2 separate regions of the Gasterosteus aculeatus genome follow, and region 2 is linked to region 1. A link is a contact called in public Hi-C data. All regions are on one chromosome and are shown on one strand. Each heading gives the region's core, a stretch centred on a gene start, on an enhancer-like site or on the middle of the called end of the contact. The rest is flanking DNA. Distances are from core to core; before and after follow the strand shown. Region 1 holds the start of sox6 (SRY-box transcription factor 6). Region 2 overlaps sox6 (SRY-box transcription factor 6).

Region 1 (7,006 bases), core at 2,890-5,389:
AATTACTTACACCAGTCTGCATCGTAGTGCGCTTTGAAAACACCTGAGAGAGGAGGACGCACCTCCCTCGGCAGCAGCATCCTCCCTCCCTCCCTCGCTGCCTCCTCTTCTCCTCCAGGATCGGGGGGGGTGGGGGGGGGCCCACAGCGCCTGCTGGCCCTGGTGGCTCGGAGACCCATCACATCCTCCGTTCTGCTGATTTTGCAATAAAAAATGGGATGTTTTTCCCTCCTCCTGCAAAAATCCACCAATACCCTCCACTGAGGATTGTGGCATTTCCATGTATTGACGTTTGGCTGGTGGTTCATATACATTTGTTATTCTATGCTCTGGACTTCAAAGAGAATGAACGGGGGCCTATTATGCTAATTGGGTGCTGTTCTGTTAAAGGCAATCAAGGCCTCGCGCATTAATCTGTAACTAAATGCTTGCTGGATTCACCGATGTAGAGAGACTACGACACGTTCTGCTCGCTTTCCTGACAGCGATGTTGTTACAGTCGTTTTTGTAGAAGTGAATAAAATCTAGCAGGTGAGCAGCAGTAAATAAAATGTAGAAATCACTAAAGTAACAGTGTCCCACGTCGATGTCTAAAGTCCAACTTCTGTTACTCTGTTCGTCAGGTTTCCTTTTCTACGTTGAAAGGAAGAGCCTTTTGAGACCGTGCTAAGGAGTCCGACCTTGTACTCAAGTCTACATTGTTCCCTGCGCTGCACACCGCTGCGTGTTACATATTCACAGTTATCCCCCGACGGGGGAAGAGAAAGGGGAGATCCCGCTCTGATTCCCAGTGATACATATTTCCATCACATAAATATTATTGTTACTTGCCGTGAACGTGAGGATTGGATTGCATTGGAAGCACAGCCGGCCCCTCCTCTGGGCACCGCAGGGATCCAGATTGTAGTCCAATTGTACAAATACAAAACCAAGGAAGCCCATGCAATAGGTGCTTTGATTTCAAAATAGTATTTTATGCTGTTTTATCATTTTCAAGCCCCACATAGGGTACATTTTTGAATATGTAAGAAATGGAATGGTGATTTGTTGAATAATTGACGAGTTAGGAATCACTGAATATTCTTTCAATCGTGCGTGCGAGCTCAAAAGAATAGAGAGAGGCTGACATACAGTAGTTCTGCTGCAGCGTGTTGACCCGACTATTTGCTGTAAATAAAAAAATGCCTTTGTGTAATCTTTGATTTCAAAGGTTTTACATTTGCACCATCACTCAGGAGGTAATACAAATGTTAGAAAAATACAAAATATTGAACAACACATTTACCTGAGCTATATATATATATATATATATATATATATATATATATATATATATATATTAGATCTATATATATAGATCTGTAGATATATATAGAAACAGTTTAGAATTCCTTCGACATAAATGATTAAGTGTGTTTTGAGAAGGTGCTGTGTTATATTAAACAATGAATTAATCTTATGTTCCTTAAACGGAAGGCTTTTACAATACCTACAGTGAATTGGGCTTTTTGTACATAAAAGCAGCTGCTTCGTAAATGAACCAAATGCCCCAGGGCCTCCTCTTTTATCCGGCTGCTTTGTGCACACATACACACGGATCTAAGTGAAATTTGCCATGTTCAGTCCCTCGAATGAAAAGGGAACACACACATCTGTGGATCTACGATGCACCATCACGGGGCATCCATCAGTTTAGTTGTTATTTCTTTTTTATATATATCAGTAACCACAGTCATATTAGAATGTAATTTGAGATGTGTGTTTTTAATGTGTGTTAATTTACAGACTAAGAAGAAGTTTTCACTTTCCCAGAGTGTTGACTGGGCCTTAAATAACAAAGAGCAGGTAATGTATTTAAAACTTCCGCACATGTTTGGATTCTGTTAGTATTCTGCTACAGAGTTGATATTTGTAGTACTGCTGGCACACGCTGCATGATGGAAGTATATAACTAGAATTGGCATGTTGCACTCCTTATTTCAACATGATTAATCAGTGGTTCTCTGTTAACTTGAAAGGAAATATTAGATCCTGACTAAACTTTGATGAAATCCAGAGTTACAAGTAAGAGATTTGGGTCAACTAATGAGAACAGAGCGTCCCACTTTGCAAGTCCAATTGGGAGAGAGGCGATATGCACGTATGCAAATAGTGTTGCATTGCATATGTTTAGCATTCAATAATGACTAAGTTGTGTTGGTTCGTATCAGCCGTTGTGGCTGTTGGCAAGAGTCGTCAGGATGTTCAGAAGTTTGGGCTGATGAATAACAATTTTAAGATATTTATACACCGGCCAGTGTAGTGTGTTGTACTGTTAACAGCAGGTTTACAGCTGTTTATAAATGTATTTAAAACAACTGAAGATGTGATTATCCAGTATTAAACTTCAACAATGTTAAACCCTGTATCAAACACATGTTATATGATCATACATGTGCTTTTACTCGTTTATTCTATTATATCCTCTGCTGCTGTTATTTTCCCATCATTATGCTGCTTATTTCTCTCATTATATGAATCATTTATATCATATGTGTTGAATGTGTGGTTACTCTATTGTATTGAAATATTTTGTGCTTTTTAATTTTGAAGCATACAAAAAATAAATTGCATTGAAATTGAAATGAATTAAGACAGTGACAAATAAACAGTGAAATAATGTCCATGACTACATTAAACTGTGTTTTGGTGGGTAGTAGGCATGTATAAATAATTTATAAAGGCTTAATTGGTGTAGCGTGCCGCTTAAAGGTCTGAAGTAGAACTTTTATAATAATCTTCCTTCTGGTAAATGCAGGTAATTGTGAATCCCCATTAAGAAAACAAACCATTGTTGGTTTTTTTAGCATGATTCAGCTGCACACTTTTGAAACCTGCTCTGGCTGCAGCACTGCAATCAAAGCCCCCCTCTCCCCCCCCCCACACACACACACACACACACACACACACACACACACACACACACACACACACACACACACACACACACGTGTGCTGTCTTTGCTCACTAACTGAATGGCTTTCTCTAATTAACCATGCAGAACAGGAGAAGAACACATGTTAATTTAATGTAACAAAAATGTTGATTTTTATGCACTCTCCTTTTCAAATATTTATGGGCTAGACTTGAATTTCAAGATGCATCAAAGACTCACAGGCTATGCAAATGTGTCTGCTTTACCCCCCAACAAGTTGCACTGTCTTTTACTCTGCATGCAGGCGTCACACACTCTGAGCTATAAAGAGGAAGCCATTACAGTCACCTCTATAGAAATAGCAGTCTATACTTGTGTTTCGAGAGCTATCTGGCACCTGCTCAGCTGTACCCATAAGCATGTACAATGTTAGCCTGGCGGAATAAGCAAACCCAATGAGACATAACTTTTTGCATCCGTCCTTTACTTCCGAATACAAATAACATAATTTCCAAAGCAGCAGAGAGCTCCCAAAGTAGAGAACTCAAGTGTTTAAAGTAAAACCGTTTCACTGCTTACACGCACTGCGATGAACCTCTGTAATAGCCTGAGTGTTGTGGTCCAAATGTTCTGGTTTTATTTTCAGTACAGTCATCTGAATTGTACAGGCTGGATGGTCTTTTTCAGCAGTTCCTGCAGTGGCCAAAAGGTGGCGTATGAGCCACGTAAAACTGGCTTTTCAGTCGCGGTAAATCTGCGAACACGCAGCAGACAGGAATCATCGTGCGTGGGTTTGAAAAACAAAAATGTTGGACTGTTGCGGCAGTGTTTTACCTCGTCACACCACTGTGTGGAAGTTGTTTTATTATTAAAGTAGGTAATATTTGTTATGGTTTTATATGGAGGAAAGGGTCCGCTGGACGGCAGAAAAAAAGTTTCTTGCGGAAAGGTAAGTCTCTTCTGTCTTTCATATTCGCTCTCCCTCCTTTCAGCGGCGATATTAACACACACACACACACACACACACACACACACACACACACACACACACACACACACACACACACACACACACACACACACACACACACACACACGTGATGCTCCCTGATCGAGATGGCGTTTGATTTTGAACAACAAAAAAGAAGGAGTGAGGGAGTCTGCTGTGATGCGGTGCTGTGGATGAGTTGTGTGGCCAATTCTCTCGCTCTCTCTCTCTCTCTCTCTCTCCCCCTCTCTCTCTCTCTGCTTCTCCTCCCTCTTGTAGCTCTATGTGACTGTGCAGTTAACAATCAGAATTTCCTGCTGCTGTCTCCTGTCTTTGTAAGTAACTTTCCTATTTCATTTTGTTTATTGCCTGATGAAATTACAGTGAATTGCGTTGTTTTGCTGGGTGTTGTGATGTGTTTTGAGGTGGTCGTTCTTTTCTTCTCATCATTATATGCTGCTGCAGATTGTGTGGCTTGTAACTTTTTCCGTCAGCTGTCCCTTTCTCCTGTCTTATTCTGACTATTCTCTGATTTCTGAACATGGTTCATTTGGTGTGTTTGACGTACTTGAGCCTCCTCCAAACTCTCGTTGATGATTTTAAACACATGCTCATTCGGTACAGATAAGTGTCTCATTGTACAATCGCCTGTTTTAGTAACTGATCCATGGTACATCCATGGCCGCGGGACTTTGGCTTTTATTTCAGATGTCAAACGATTCTATTTTAAAACGCACTAAAGGATTTATTCATATGAATCAGTCTAAAATAACTTTGCATGGACATAGTGATGTAACACATTGATTATTTCAGTTATAGTTACTGGGTTGAACACCTTTTGGGGATTTTCTTAAAAAATAAGAAGTGCAGTGTATCAGTGTAGGGAAATCAAAGTTAAATGTGGGTTAAATAACGTTTTTAATAGTGCTGCACGTTACACACTGTTTTTTATAAATACGTATGTTTTATCATTTCAAAAAAATCTCAATTAATCTTAATTATATGCCTCGGAAAACTTACTCCTTCATGAGGATTGTTTTTTTTAATTTTGATGTGATAATTGTTTTATCTAATGTGACATTAAAACAAATCTTAAACGCTCTTCATGCCGAGAGGAACGTGTCTGTTGGACCTAATTTTTGTCGCATAATCTGTCAAAGTAATGATCTTAAATTTTAGGTGCATTCAGTCCATGCGATTTGCAAATATCCAAAGAGAGGTCGGGAGACATCTGTGACCTGTGTAAATCAAACCGTCTTGTTTTATGGCTATTTAAAAAATCATTAACAAAATGCATGTATATCTCAGGTGCTGATTCAATTTCTGCAAATACATTCGGTTGTATCACACCGAATCTAAACACCTGATCTCCTCTTAGAAGGCTCCCCGCGCGCTCCCATTAACTCATGTAATCTCTTGCTCTGAACAAACGGCCATTTTTTAATATTCATTCTGAAGTTGCAAGGGTCAGTTTATGATTTGTCCTTCACCAAAATAGACTAAAAAAAGTCGACTAAATGGAAAAGTGCACCATCAACATCTCTACAAAGGAAGCAAAAGAAATCCTTAACTTTGCAGTCGATGCACCTGCAAGAGATGTTCATTTTAAGTAAACCTTTAGAACTAACTACGGCGGCTACAACCATCCTCCTTTTCTCCACTTTCATTTGGCCACAAACCTCTCCTCTCTCTCTCCTCTCTCTCTCTCTCTCTCTCTCTCTCTCTCTCTCTCTCTCTCTCTCTCTCCCTCTCCCCCTCTCTCTCGCGTCTCTTGTCTGGGAGGAGGAGGAGGAGGAGGAGGAGGAGGGGGGAGTCCTGCCTCTTTGCCTTCCTCAGATCAATGCCCTGGCCACTCACTTTCTGATGTTGCACGACGGGAAATGCTTTGAATACTTGCGACATGGCTGCGCGCATTGATTGCCAAGATTGACAGCAGCTCTACCCATCGTCTTCTCTTGTCTGAGTGAGAGAGGGAGGGAGAGAGAGGGAGGGAGGGAGAGAGAGAGAGAGCGAGAGAAAGAGGGAGGGAGGTAAAGAACAGATAGGCGAACAACAAAAGGTGCTTGTAGTTTAGGACAGCTGAACTTCACACAGAGTAAACGGGATTCCCTCGTTTGGCCCCGAGTGAGCAGACTCAAGTTTTCGCTCAACAGATCGCTCGCTGGTTCTTTTCTAGTCTAGAGGTGTTTACGCACGGGGGGAAAGGACGCGTGAATATCTCCACGGCTCAGGGCATCAAGGTAAACAACACGTTTGCTCTACTTTTCAATATGCTCTAATCATTTCACCTTGTGTTTTAATGCTGATTCCTGAAAGTGGAGCGCGTGCGCTCGTCCCACTGAACTGTGTCCGTGCGCCGCGCGCAATTTTCCCTTTAAAATAATTCTTCTTTTTTTTTTTTTTTTTTTAAATAAGAAAGTTACTTGAGTGTCACGCTCACACGGGTTCGCGCATTTTTCTAACGGCGACGGTTGACTGACAAACTTTCTCGCGTTGCGGTCGTTCGGCGCGGCGCGGCGCGGCGCGGATGCGGGATCTCGAGTTTACCTCACAAGTGAAGCGCAACCGCGTTAAATCCAACATCTCGAAGACACCCCCAAACCACTTCGGAAGGTTTGGAACCACGTTTTTTTTTATCCTCCACCCACCCCTCCGTTCTCTTTGTTTATTTCAGCAGCGTGAAGCCGTGCGTGCGGACCCGTGCGGGCGGACCGAGGCGGACCGCTGTCCCCGATCGCGCGTTCTCCAAACAAACCGGCGAACCTCGTAGAAGTGTTCAACGTGCAAAGTGTTTGTGTCCACGCGTCCCCGTAACTTTGCTCTCTGCTGGTGGCAGTTTCACTTCTGTCCACAGCGCGGTACTATTGGTTGACAGCGGCGCGCGCCCCGGTGCGTGTCCTCTCTCTCTCTCTCTCTCTGCGGGGCGAGGTGGACAAGTTCATTTGACGCTCGTGTCTCTTTATACCTTTACACATTCCGGAGCGCTTTTTTGTTGCTCGTTTAATTCTGTCTGGGTTTTTTTTTGGTTTTGTTTAAGTCAGACGCCGAGTTTCTGGCCTTCTTGTAGCCTGGGAATTTGTTTTCCCTTAACTTTCCCCGGAGG
Region 2 (7,006 bases), core at 1,236-3,735, 49 kb after region 1:
GAATTAACCAGTTAAAAAGATAGAAGGTTGGAAAAGCCATTTGTTGTCTTAATAATGGTGCTAACGTGGCGAAAGCAACAGATGAGCTAAATATATTGCTCATCAAAGCATGACAACTGTTGTGTATGATTCTGCTGCTTCGGTGGCTGTCTGGTTGGGATCAAAAGGTCCTCAGGGATTCTTCACCATCTGCTTCCATTCTTCTCTGGACCTCCTTGTCTGGTCGAGACAGTTCATTGTGCCGATAGATAAATGTAGGGACCTGTAATGTAGAGGGAAAACCAATGAACACATTAGATTCTACTCAACCCCATTGTATCACAGCATTAAATGACACCTAAGAAAGCCCTGAGTGAGAAAACAAAATTCAGGTACCTTTTTCTCCGTCTTTAGCTGCAAAAAATGTTGAATAATTTATCGGATTTCTTCTGGCTGATGTTAAAATGTACTTAACTAACACATTGAAAAAATGGAAAAATGTAAATTCACCTGCAAGAAAAGAAGAGGTCTTACTCCTGTTTAGTACAATGTAATTCAAAGCCAAAAGATTCATGGGTTTCCTTCATTGACCCTGATGCCTTATAATAGAGAATAACATAACAATAGAGGCGGTGCTCATTATCTTCCCCATCCTTCCATCGCTGTATATTTGTACCCTCCGTCCTTCCACCCTTCCTCTCCGTTTCTGGTCCTTGAAGTGCTTTAAGTGCTTGTGACTGTGCTAATGAATAAAAATGTCCTCCCAGCAGCGAGCACCACATTTAGCTGAATAGTCACCTTTGCTGTAAAAGCTCTATTAGGCCCGGTTGCCAGCAGGGCTAACGATTGTGCCCCATGTTTATTTACTAGGTATTGTAAATGCATTATTTATGGATAAGTCTCCGGACAGCACTTGTCAAGACTTAAAAATGTCAGTATAAAGTATTGGGGGGGAAACGGAAAAACAGCCTCCATTATAAAAACCCAAGGTGACCTTGATTTGATTCACATGCAATTAGAACAGTTTTATATAATGCACTAAAGTATGAATCAATACTGTCTAAGTCAACACAAAAAATACGTTGTGTGTTGAATCTTTATGATCGTCCCCCAAGACAAGGACGGGTAATTGGGTTTTAGCTCCCTGTCCTAGGGACTTCCTTAGGCCCAGTATCTACCGGGTGAGTTCTTGGCCGTAAATCGAGCACATGTAATCAAGTTCTTTTTGTGTTATTGAGTGGTTTTCTGAGATAGAGTAAAAAATTTTAAAAGTTTATTTTAATTTTAATAAAAATTTAATTGTTGCATAATAAGTACCAAAACTGCAATGCCTCCGGTATCCGTCACAGTTTAGTTCCCTGGCAAAGAAAACGCACCGACATATAAAAAAGACATAGGAACAAAGACGATGCCCTTCCTTGATACTACGGCTCCTCAGACCTGTCACAGTGGATACAGTAGGTGCTCAAGCAGAATACTCAACACCTGGAGCCCTTTGACAGAATCACGGCTGATTAGCTTAGCAATGGGGAACCGTACCACAGTTCAACCAAAGTGAAACCTCCTTTAACCTCCGGTCGAAGGACATATAATGGATACTGAGGAAAGAGTCTCCCTTATTTCAGCGGCGGGTAACCTATCCATTGGCGGGGACATAAAACAGTACAACTCGGTGAGCCACGGTGAACTCATTTTGTTCGGGAACATTGTTAGATGTGGCCCTGCGTTATCACTTAGACCTCTCTTTCTCTCCCTGTGCCTGCACCACCTCTCCTCCATTTCTCAGCGTAATCCTCCCGGCGAGGATGTGTATTATCACTGTGTAATGACTGTGCAGTAGGTTGAGTGTGGGGGGGGGGGTTGATCAGCATTGTGTGTGTAGCCCCAGGTCATTATCCTCTATTACAACAGGCCATGTAATGAGATTCAGGGAAGGGTGAAAGCTTTAGAAAAGAATGGGATCAGCTCTAAGCCTGTGGTCTGATGAGCACTGATGAACTCTTGACTCTGTTGTAACACCGTCCCCTGTCAGTGTCACAGCCCCTGCTGACTCCACATGGACACTCACAGGTGACTTGTCTGCAGGTGCTAAATAGCACCAACTCATTTATTTTGGGGGATTTATTTAGCCTGAATGTGGCACTAAAAGGGTTTTGTAAGACATATTCTGTAGAGCACAGTGTCTGTATTATACATTATATTATAAAAAGCACCGCATCCCTTCCCCCCCAAACAGACTGATGCACCTTTTCTCCTCCTCTTTCAGCTCCCTCCCTCGCCCCGCTCTTCTCATCCCAGCTGCCATGTCATCTGGTTCTGCTTTATCCCACCTAATTAATAGGAATCTTTGTTATAATGATCTGAGCATGAGCCTCTGACTCCATGCATATGCAATGAGGCTGGAAACTCAGTTGCCTTGGTTGCAGATTTTGAGGCAGTCTTCGCACATAGCTGTGTGCTGCGCTCACTGAATGCAGCGTCCTGTCGGACTGTTAGTCTGGGCCCCTCCTGGCAGGACACACACACACACACTTGCAAAGCCCCAGCATCCCTCCTGTGCACCGCGTACTCGCCTCCTACTAATAATATGTCGTTTATTCTGTCAACAAGTTTCGTACCATTTGTTCAAATAGCCGACATACTTTTGTGCAGGAGTGTGTGTGTGTGTGTGTGTACACGCTTGTATATAAGTAGGCGGGGGGCCTTCCCGAGCGTTTGTGTGTGTGCATGTGTGAGTGTTCTCTCTTGGCCTGTGGCGTGGAGCACCAGCCCAGCGGAGCAGTGCTCTGGTCTGTCACTTTTGTTTGAATAGGTAATGTAGATCTGTTCAGGCTGAAGAGACATGAGCTGGAATCGCTTGTTAGGACACATGATCAAAAGCGTCTCTTTGCTCTCTGCCAATCAACCCTCTTGTCACCCTGTGAAGCAGACGTTAAATAGATTTTTCGGCTCTATGCCGCCGGCAGCCTGCCAGCCTGACATGTGAACTTAACAAAAAAAAAAAAAAAAAAAAAGATAGCCTGCATCTCCCTAATCTCATGTTCTCATGCTCTTCCTTAGTGTCCATTTTTTTTTGGCTTTTCCTTTCTTTCTCCTCTCCCCCTTTCCATGTTTTCCCTATCATTTCGACATCCGAAAAAGATCCAAATCAACATTTTCCCTCCTCCTACGATGTTTGTCTCCCACCCCATCGTACTCTCCAGTGACAAAGTTGCTCGTCTGCCAGGCTGAGATCAGAGCCCAGGGCTAAATGGAGTGGCTGTATGAGGGGAATAGGGAGCACAGAGTGTCTAGTCCTCTGCTGAATTATGTATTTACTATCTGTCCCAAAACAGAGCCCCCACATAACACCGCCATGTCCCCCATAGGATTCTGGGAGGAAACAGGTTTCACTTTACACAAGCTAAGATATAGATTTTGTTTCCCCCTTTCAAAAAGGGAACCCTTTCTGCTGTCATGGTCTTTCAGATGACAAAACAAGCAGCTGCTGCTTCAATGTGCCATTCTTTGCATTCAAGATCACCTTCCCGAGTTCTCATATTCCGATTAGTCAACAGTAGCAACTGCTGCGGAGCATTCCAGGGGCCATCTTCCTCGGTTTCAGCTGTTGAGCGTGTCCCCCTGCACCCATGCATTACAAAACTTCCATTGTGATCCTGGCTTACTAGCTGCAAAGGAACCCCTTGATAGGAGGAAACGGGTGTCTCCGAGAGACAAATCGCAGCGAGGGCTGCACAGAGGCTCGTTTGTCTTTACGCACTCACACACCACCACAGTGTATGTCTCGTCGGTGACATCACTGCGTGTGCAGTTTGGGGGAACAGTGAAATATTTATATTTGGTGGTGGAGATTCTGCCCTGGTGATTGACCGGGGGGGGGGGGGGGGGGGGGTAAGGTCAGTAGCCGTTTGGCCTGACTGTTTTATGTGAGGCCGCGCTATTTGGAGGGGGGGACACACAAATTGTGAAATGAGGACACACAAGACGGCAGGAGCCATTAGTGCTGCTATATTTGTCATTGGGCTAGAATTTGGAAATAACAGCCATGTTTTTGCGATTAAAAGGATCACGATCAAAAGAGACATCAACAGACAAACGGCATGATTTGAGGACAGGGGAGGTAGGAGGGGCATAGGCAATCAGAAATGGCGAGAACGGCCTATTCTACAATGGGATGGGTGCAAAGGGAGGCCGCTCGCGTGTGTGTGTGTGTGCGTGCGCAGTAGGGTTACACAGGGAGACTTGTGTGCCAGCTGAGTATCACTGTCCTAGCAATGGCATTCAACTCCCAAGCATTCTCCACACATAACTGGACAAAAGAGCCGGTGTCATCTGACCAAGGATCAAAATAGTGTGAGCGTAACACAAGCCCTGGGCACAGACAGCGCCTGTGGCCTGCTAATGATTTCAGCGCACATTGCGGGCTTGTTCTGTAAGTCATACGTATATTAGCCATCCGGCTAAGACACAAGCAAACATGACAACTTGTGTAGATAAGCAGCCTATTAACGTGTTTGCATTGTTTTACCCGAAACCGCGAGCCAAAATGTCTTACCCTAAACTTTGACGGTTGCCGTTTGAACAAAGAGACTATTTAATCAGCAGTGATGAAACACTCAATGCCTTTTCTCTCTCCTTGTTCAATAACATTACATGCGCCAGGAGATGAGATGAGGATGTCAAAAGGAATGAATAGAAATGTGTTTTATTGCACTGCAAAGCCTGAGTGCCAATGATTATAATTATTTGACGTCATGTCTCTTTGAAAGTACCTCTGGAATAATTTTTAAGTCTGCTCCGTTCGAGTGGTTAGTATGCTTCAAGACCAAATCCTTAATTGCACATTGTGAAGTTTCCATCTGCTGGTTGACTTTATTATTGAACATTTAAATCAACTGTTTGTCGAGGCAGCCTTTTCGCTATTCTTCTCCAAACCCGCATAATATTGGTCAAGGGAAATTGGGTTGTTAGATTCGATCCTAGCCTTTTTATTATTACTGCCCCCCGGCACACCTTGTCGACCCCTTATTCTTTGTTGTGTTCTTCTGGGTGGGTGGCACTTTGCTTCACAAAGACGGTACTGTAAGTCTGTTCTCAGCTTCCCTGTTGCGAGCTGGACCAATGAGCTCAGTCGCTCATGAGAAGCAAAGTTCTCCATCTTTGCCCAGCAGGTCTCAGTCCGTATGGCTCTGTATCCCACAGACAGGGAATGGGCCGATTGAAAAGAAAATAACAGCATCCATTGTTGCTAACAAAACTTGAACAACAGCACACTGAGACACTTGGGCTCTGCGCGTGAATGAATGGGGACCTTCTAGGAGTTGGAATGCTTCATTTATGTAGTTTCTTCCTTATTCCTTTATCCAATGGCAAGAAAGGAATCTGAACTGTACAGTGCAGTTCATTTTCTTTGCTGTATAATATTCAGTGTGTTGATCAAACTGTGAATTTCCATCTCTTTCTCAATCTAAATGTTGTGGCTGTCGTTCTTACAGTCCAGTAAGCTTTGCACAAGTTGTTTGCAAGATTTGATCAACAAATAATTGCCATTTGACCATTACTAAGCCAATCTGCAGAAATAGAAATGATGGATACATTTTGTTTTCTTTAAAATGAGTCTATTATTTAATCAAAAAAGTATTCAGTTGAAAGGATACAATTCCACGTATATGCAGACTACCAAATGTACTTTTAACAATTGTTAAACAATGTCATGCTTTTTTAATATCATCTTACGGTCACCGTTTACTGCAAAAGTAGCGCATTCAAGTTGATCCTATTAGTCCGTTCTGTCCGTGTGGAGTCAGACCTCCATTAATTTGCTAAATCTCACTCAACAGTTAAAAATTGTAGTGCAAGTACATTTTGTTCACACATCTATTAATTTAACGTAGTTCGAGCGTTGATTAGAAAGTTTATACCTGACAGTTAAATTGCAGGGTACCCAAAAGAAATCCCTCCACTGTAAGGTACCTAGTAATTTTTTTTGCGCAAAATTGTTGTAATTACAGTGGACCATAATTATTACCGACATCAAATGGAAAATATAAATTGAAATTAAGTCCACATTTTCCTCGTAATGTTCATTTTCACAAGGGCTGATCCCCTGATAATCCTCTGCTGAGATTTCTAAAGTGAATCAACTTTTCCTTCCTTTCCGGTAAACCAAACGCATCCTGCTTGCACACACTCCGTTTATCACTACGTCTTTATCTTCTTTATTTTTTCCCTCTAATTGCCTTTCTTTTTTGCTTTCCTGCTCTATTGTTATCTATTTGAAAGAATGAATCAATCAGTGTCGAGCTACGTCTAGTAGCTTCATCATTAAATCACAGACAACCGCGTGAAAGAAATATAACATTGAAATAAATTGTTTTTATTTGCTTCATTTCAGTAATAAAACATATAGTAAGTAATATGATAATTACTTAATATAATAATTACTTAATTTATTCAAATCATTTTTCTTCTCCTAATCAATTGCATTCATAGCCGTGTTCACTGGACTCCGCAGCCTGAAGAGACTTTAAAGCAAAGCAGGGGAGAGGAGAGGGAACGAAAAGTTCATTTTGCTATCCAAGCATTTAATGGTCCCAGTTCTTAAAAGTGACCTTGTGGGGTAGAGAGCGGAGCGGCACAGCAGCTCCTTCCAGATGCACACATGGCATCCATCGGGGGCACAATCACGCACAGTCCCAACACCTCAGGCTCGGACATATGTTGAGTTTTATTTCATTCTTCTGACATTAATCCTATTCACCAGCTGTTCTGCCAGCTGCCACTCTCCGGCTTAAGGGGAGATTGCAGTTTTGGGGGCTCTGAGTACTGGTTTATCTTGGCTCCTCATCTGCTCCTCACAAAGTTTTGATTGGATTTTTTTTCTTCGCCCTCCTCCTACTTCCAGGTTCCTTAAGTTGCATACTTCTTTTAAACGTATCTGTTTTTGGTGCACCCCTCTCTGATTTGCGTAGACAAGGGGGAGTTTCAACATTAGGGTTTCACTTCGAATCTTGGCTTACTCAGTAGT

Evidence for each region. A called contact is a pair of places that touch in the nucleus more often than the background predicts.
Region 2: a contact with region 1 is called in a Hi-C map of skeletal muscle, with 6 times the contacts expected there. The contact joins the enhancer-like site here to the promoter of sox6 in region 1. A contact is called at or near these places in 2 of 6 Hi-C or Micro-C datasets (skeletal muscle and whole body).

Annotation. Positions count from the first base shown.
Region 1 is chr12:11,010,791-11,017,796 of fGasAcu3.hap1.1, forward strand. It overlaps sox6 (SRY-box transcription factor 6), which reads left to right and starts at 4,140. Exons shown (of 17, transcript XM_078085209.1): 1 at 4,140-4,238.
Region 2 is chr12:11,061,611-11,068,616 of fGasAcu3.hap1.1, forward strand. All of the region lies in intron 5 of sox6 (SRY-box transcription factor 6), which reads left to right. Among protein-coding and RNA genes, the nearest start is that of sox6, 50 kb to the left of the region's middle. Within about 2 kb of position 2,486, at least 3 of the 9 cell types and tissues checked have open chromatin away from gene starts, as enhancers often do.